Linked DNA regions of Macaca mulatta: region 1 is linked to region 2. A link is a contact called in public Hi-C data. All regions are on one chromosome and are shown on one strand. The core of a region is the stretch at or near the end of the contact, and the rest is flanking DNA. Distances in the headings are between cores, read along the strand shown.

Region 1 (3,331 bases), core at 135-2,634, 260 kb before region 2:
GGTCTTGTACTTCGGGTGGCGAGTCAGGCTGCGCAGCTCGTGGAAGCCATGCGCGAACTGGCACTTCTCGCCGTACTTGCACGTGCCGCTCTCCTCGAAGGGCCGGCACAGCTCGGTCTTGTAGCGCGTGGAGTTGATCTGTGAGCCGCCGCCCCCCTTCTGCTGCTGCTGCAGGTGCAGGAGGTGCTGGCTGCGGTCGCCGTTCTCGCTGAACGAGCGGTCCCGGAATTTGTTCTCCTTGTTGAGCAGGGCTGTGCCGCCGCCCCCCGACGGCTCCTTAAGGGTGCCGTAGGAGGTCGGGCCGCCGGCCGCCGCGCTGCCACAGCTGCTGCCGTTAGCGGCGCCCGGGAACTTGGGCGAGCAGCTGCCGGGGCTGGGCGCGGGGTGGGCGAGTGCGTGCAGGTTGCTGGCCGAGTGCCGTCGGAGGAAGCCTGGCGCGAAGCCGGAGCTGGGGGCGGCGGCCACGGGCGTCCCCACCGCCTTCTTGTCCAGCATGTTGTTCAAGTTGAGGTTGGCCAGGGATTTCTCCGTCTGCCAAAGGAAGGGGAGCGTGGAAGGGATGAAAAACGGAAGGGGAAGGCAGACTCGGGTCGAGCCACAGAGAAACTCCCAGCCTGATTCTTTTCCTCTTTTTCCCCCACTCTTGGCGGATCCCGACTCGGCCTCCACCCTCCACCCATACACACGCAAAAGCAGCAAGATCTTGCTGGAGGGAGCGGGAGAGGGGAGGACGCCCACCGCGGGCCGCGCTGGGTTTCGACACGTGATCCTCCGCCCCGGCCGCCGAGGTGGGCGGCGCGAATCCCGTCCGGGAAGCCCCGGGCAGCGTGGCCGCGGTCGGCAGCGGAGAAACTCAACCGCGACACCAGCGCCCTCCCTGCCGCCCCCTCCTCCTCCAGGGCGCTCGCACACACTTTTGCAAACCCCGGGATTTTCCCGACCCGAAAGGCAGGGCGGGAGGGGCGTCCCCCAGGGCCAGGGGACAGAGGCAAAGTCCAAGAACTGGAACGGCTGCTGCCGGCCCGGCCCGCTCCCCGGCGTACCTTGCACAAGAAGTCGACATCGTAGAACGCGGACAAAAGTGTGGTCGACATGTTTCTGGATCCCGCAGTGGCCGGAGCGACAGGCCGGGAGGTCGGGAGGAGCCCTCGGGGTGGCGTGGCCGGGCTTGAGCCACGACGAATAACGGGCGAGGGGCGGGGAGGGGCCGAAAGTTTGCCGGGGGGCGAGAGGAGAGGGCGAGGGCAGCGGCGCGGGCCGGCGGGAGGGTCCGGCGGAGTGCGGCAGGGGGGAAGGAGAGAAGCGAGGAGCGCTCCTCCGCGCCCCGGGGTGCCCGGCCCGCCCCCCCCGCGGAGCCGACGGCAGCTCGCGGACTGCTGGAACTCTGCAGCCCGCGAGCGCGCGCCCTATATAGAGCCCGGGAGTGCGGCTGCGGCGGGGCGGGCGCGCCGGGGGAGGGGACAGAACTGGGCCCCCGCCGGAGTCTCCAGGCAACGCCGCCCGCCAGCTCGCGAACGTCAGGCGCCTTCTCGGCCTCCCATTGGCCGCCGCCAATTTTTTTTCTCTGGGGAAGGGGGCGGGAGGCCTCGGGGCGGGGCCAGCGACCCGGGCGCCCGGTGCGGCGTGTAGCTTTCGGCCCCGGTGGGTGCCGCCGGGTGGCGGCGGGAAGGCACGGCTTTCCTTTTCTGGCACTGCGCGGTCGGAGAGCCCCGGTACATTTAGCGTGGCCGGGATTCTGCAGTCCTGGACGTGTCTTTCCCTGCCCTGTTCGCCGAGGCGGACCTGTGGAGCTTTTAGTTCCCACCTTTGGTTTTGTGCTGGGCGCGGGAATTGCAAAATGCCAGAATATCGCAACCATCCGCGCGGCCCGGCGGGTTTGCAAAGGGTGCTTCGGCCAGGAGGCGGGGGCTCGGGGACTGCGTCCTGTCGGTGGCAGCTCCAGCCCGACTGCACGTGGAGTCGCGGTGGGGGTGGGGGTGGGGGTGGTGGTGGCCACGCGGGCGGCCGCCGCGGCAGTCTTGCCGGTGGAGCCCGGGCTCGTTTCTCCGCCCCCTCCCCGCCCAGGCTCAGTAAACAGGGCTTGAGCGCCGGGGCCTGCCGGGCAGGGCTGAGTGTCTGAGGACAAGGCGCTGGCTTTGCTAATCACATCACAAGACCTTGAGCCAGGGCCAAAGGCGCGGAGTGGCGCGGGACGTCCCGGGCGGGGGAGCTGACTCTGAGGACAGGAGGAAAGGCCGGGAGAGCCGTGCGGGCTTGAAGGCGACTTAGCGCCACCCTTTCCGTCTGCTGGTCGGCCCGGCCTCCCCCAGCCCTCGGGCTGGGGGCGCAGCTGCCCGCCGAGGCTCCCCGCCCGGCACAGCCTGGGCCTGTTGCGTCCTCTCGGCTCTTCTCTCCCCGGCCGTAGGGGCGCCGCGCCCAGCCTTAGCTCGATGAGGGCGGCAGGATCCGGCTGAGACCAACCCGCGGCCCAGGTGGGGCTGCACAGACGCTGTTGGTGGGCGCGCCCCCCCTGTTTTCCCTCTCCCGCCAGCCCCACACCCCAACAGCTTGCGCTGGAAAATGCGCTTTGCCAGCGGGCGCCCCGCCTTCGTCCGGGTACGGAGCAGACACCCCCACCTAGCGCCCAGTGAGGCTAAAGCCGCTGACAGCCCCACTAGGAACGATCTGGAGTCTGGTCTAGGGCACTTCTCGCTCCGCGCTCATACAGGTTGCCAAAAAGCTTGGACCTGAAGCTGGAAGGTCCAGGACCCGCTGGGGAAAGAACTAGGCCTGCCACTCAGGGATTCGAGTTCCTGGAGTGTAGCCTGCATTTCCCACTACTGTACTCCCCTCACAGCCCAGGGAGCCAGAGTCCAGGGTAAGGATCAGGAATGCTGGGCTGGAGTTCAGGCCCTGCCCCATAGAAATCATGTGGTCTTAGGCAAATCACATCATCTCTTTGGTACTTGGGTTTCCTTGTAAAACGAAGGTAATATTCCTGCTTTATTCATCTCTCACCTTTGTCAAGGTGCAAATGGTATCTGTGAAGGTGTTTAAAAGACAAACAAGAACTAAACCATCTTTATGTATTAAACCAAATTGACAAAGCATAAGGGTGGAGAAAGCCAGGCTTCTGAACTATGGCCAGATGGACAGAGAGCCACAGACTCATGAGTGCAGAGCTGTGGGGGTACCCAAGTCCTGGACCCTAGGACTCAGAGCCAAGAGTAGGTGACCTCAGAGGGACCAGTTTCACTTTTAGCACCTACCCTACACTGATCCCTTGATATACCTGGGCAACTGTGGTCTGGTTTGTTCTTTGGTGAGATGACCCCAAACATCTCACCAAACG
Region 2 (3,547 bases), core at 812-3,311:
TTAAAAACAGATCTTGTGCATTTTTATCTAAAAACTACCCAAAATCAAAATGGTTCCACAGGTTTCTTTCCAGGCATAACAAAAAAGCTGTTTTTTTAAGACAAAAACAAATTAGAGGGTAAACATAAAACTAAAGACCAAAAGTAAAAAGCACTGTTTATTACTTGTGGTTAACACCTATAGGTGTTCCTCTTAGTACCAGAGTTTAATGCAAAGGTAATCTGAGAGATGTTCTAATGAGAGGATCATAAACATTTAAACTTCCACCTATAAAATTAAAGATATTATACAAGCTAGGATAATACATACAAGTAAAGTTAGGACATTTCAGGAATACTTAAAGAAGATGCAATTAAAAACAAACAAACAAACAAACTAGCTTTTGCACAGAGAAACAGGCTCTACATGTCACCCCTTGCTACCCTGCTCAATTTTTGTTGCTTTGAAAGGTCCACTTACTGATATTTTTGCCCAAGGGTTTATAACTTGGCAGCATAGGCTAATTCATTATAGTATTTTTATAGTCTTATGATCTAGATGAATCTGTAACAGTAGGCACAATTTCAAAAATTGTTTTTGGCCAGGACAATATTGTATTTTTTAAAAAAGTAAAGTCAGCCTTAAATGGAGCTTACCTATTTGTTTTGGAAAGTTCATCCTTTGCCCTTTTAACTCCAAAAATTCTTGTGATCAAGGCACTAAAGAGAAGTGTGGATGAATTTCGCACCTAATGTACAAATGAAAACACAATAAGGGTTAAACATTCTTGGCATGAAACCAACATTTACAATATTCAAACTAGATGATTCAAAATCATTACCTAACTGGCTAGTATGAGGCTAAAAAGATATGTCTGTGTTCATAAAATAATTTTTAAAAAACTTAATGTAATCTATTCAATGACTTAAATTGAGCTCTACAACCCAATCACATGCACAAACACAGCCTTTCCCCATATTTCTAATATTATCATCAACAGTTTTCATTATATCTCTGCACTTAGAGCATCAAATAACACTTCTTTTTTAAAAATTCATTTTTCCATATTCTTCCTGACAATGAATATCCCAGTAAAATCTCAGCTCTTTCCACTTATTTTCTGAAATCCTTTTACCTATGAGAAAATACTTATAAAACCTAACTTCAAAGAACCAGGCACAGTGACTTACACCTATAATCCCAGCTACTCGGGAGGCTAAAGTGGAAGGAGTGCTTGAGGCCAGGAGTCTGAGACCTTTGGGCAATATAGTGAGACCCCCATCTCAAAATATATATATATTTTTTTTTTGAGTTTTTTTTTTTTTTTTTTTTTTAGAGCCATGGCACATGCCTGTAGTCCCATGTAGTCAGGAGGCTGAGGCAGGAGGATTGCTTAAGCCTAGGAGTTTAAGGCTGCAGAAAGCTATGACTGTGCCACTGTGCTCCAGCCTGGGCAAAAGAGTGAGAACCTGTCTTTAAAAAAACAAAAACAAAATCCAAAAATCCTAACTTCAAAGAATCCAGGTAATTAATATGGCCAAGAAAATAGTTAACATCCAAAATGTTGCTTATCAGCTTCACAATACAAGTAACTTATCAAGTAATTTCAATACTGAAATTATCTGATAACTTAGTAAAGATAAGAGGCAGGAATTATCCTGAATAAACACAAATTATTTCTCCAAGATGATAATAATCTTTTCCCTATCTTTTCCCAACCAATGTGTCAAGATGCTTTGGAAGATCATAAAAGGGTCTTGACTGTTGCAGCACTACAGGCTTCCTCAATTACTCTGTCAAATCAGTGTAGAGATGTATATGTACTCACTTTGCTACAGTGTGTAAGGCCCTATACCAGCACCATGGATAAGATCCAGAAACAGAAAACACATACTTACTGATATTACAGACCTTATACTCTAAGTAAGTGACACAACCATATGGTGTGTTAAATAGCAATATAAGTAGAAAGATCACTAAAAGTAACAATGTTAAGATTTAGAAAACAGCTTCCTGAAAGCGCTGCCCTTAGAGTCACAAGCTCAAACGCCCACAGGAACAGTGAGCGACAGAGGCAGCAATGTACTTTGTCTAATGCAGTCAGTGTCAGCTGAGTTGCTGCCATGAGGAAATATAAGTTCAGTTTTGCCAGATCTTCTGCTTTTTCAAGAGAAGCCAGAAACCCTGGTTTTTATGTGAAATCTATTTTGAATGCTGGCAGGAAATTAAAGGAAAAAAAAAAACCGCAAAACTCACCATGAAAGCCAAATAAAACAGTGGTGGGCTAGTTTGTCCTACTGGCCACCAGTCTGTAACCTCTCCTCTAGAAGCCCAGAACTGACTCAAGTCATGCATGGTAACCATAGAAGTAAATTTTACAGATATACTGGCACAATTCATACCAAAGCTTCAATAAAACCCTAAATCTGAAAAGACCACTTATGTTCATTCAAGAGTCATCAAACATCCATGGAGGCCCTACTATGTGCCCTGCCTAATTTAATCCCCAAACAACAAATCAATCCATGCTGTTACTTTATCAATATAATCTCTGCCCTCGTTCAGGTCTGGATCATCTTCTACCTGATCTAGTGAGGTAGTTTCCAAAGACTTTTAGGTCTAAGATGACTTGGTAAAGACATCTGGGACCTTCTCTCCTCTTAGAAATCACACAAAAACACAAAAAGAAAAGGAAAACAGAAACACACACTCCATCTTGCCCTAAGCCATACTTTCTGACAAAGGCGCCAGATGCAGTAAAATTAAAACAGGAGTGCCTGGAGATGTTGAGAAATGCACACCTTAAACAAAACTGTAGAGGACCATTTTACAAAGTGAATGGGCACCACCCTCAGAAACAAAACTCCTCTGATTCAATAGACTGATGGCAGGAGACACATAATGTCTTTTTAGTAATATTAAGATGGACCAGATGGTTCCAATCCTATCTGCCTGACCCATCCTGATATGGTCTGAATGTTTGTGTTCCCCCGAAATTCCTATGTTGAAATTCTAACCTCCAAGGCATTAGGTGGTGGAGGCCTTTGGGAAATAATTACGTCATTGGGGTAGAGCTCTCATGAATGGGATTAGTGCCCTTATAAAAGAGACCCCAGTGAGCTGCCTCACTTCTTCCACCATGTGAGGACACGGCTAAAAGGTGCCATCTATGATCAGAAAGTAGGCCTTCACCAGACACCAAACCTGCCAGCATCCTGATCTTGGACTTCCCAGCTTCCAAACTGTGAGACATAAATTTGTGGTATTTTGTTATAACAGCCCGAAGGGACTAAGATATCCCTTATAAAGTGTCCTCATTAGCAATCAGTGATGATCATTATCTTTTCCACTAGGTGTAGCAAAATCACGATAGGCCTTCTGCATTAATCATTTACATCCTCAGAAAAACTTTTTTTTTTAAAAGCTTTTCCTCATCTGCTATTTGGTTACCCTGTTCATCAGTTAGTAAATAATTATTTCCATACATTGACCATTTTAAGAATAATTAGTTCATGCCATACAACCTCCAAACGTGACTGAATGATTTTGTTTTAAAATCATTTTTAAA

What was found. Hi-C and Micro-C count contacts between places; a contact is called where the count stands out from the background.
Region 1: a Hi-C map of blood shows a contact between it and region 2, with 5 times the contacts expected there. The contact joins the promoter of ZFP36L2 here to the enhancer-like site in region 2. A contact is called at or near these places in 7 of 14 Hi-C or Micro-C datasets (CD4 T cells, blood, cortical neurons and 4 more).

Annotation. Positions count from the first base shown.
Region 1 is chr13:81,606,529-81,609,859 of T2T-MMU8v2.0, reverse strand. It overlaps ZFP36L2 (ZFP36 ring finger protein like 2), which reads right to left and starts at 1,384. Exons shown (of 2, transcript XM_015112244.3): 1 at 1,044-1,384; 2 at 1-531. The coding sequence starts at 1,094.
Region 2 is chr13:81,346,980-81,350,526 of T2T-MMU8v2.0, reverse strand. It overlaps THADA (THADA armadillo repeat containing), which reads right to left. Exons shown (of 38, transcript XM_077959655.1): 27 at 636-727. Among named protein-coding and RNA genes, the nearest start is that of THADA, 100 kb to the right of the region's middle. Within about 2 kb of position 2,061, at least 8 of the 40 cell types and tissues checked have an H3K27ac peak or open chromatin away from gene starts, as enhancers often do. A contact at or near this core is called in blood, where this site is marked.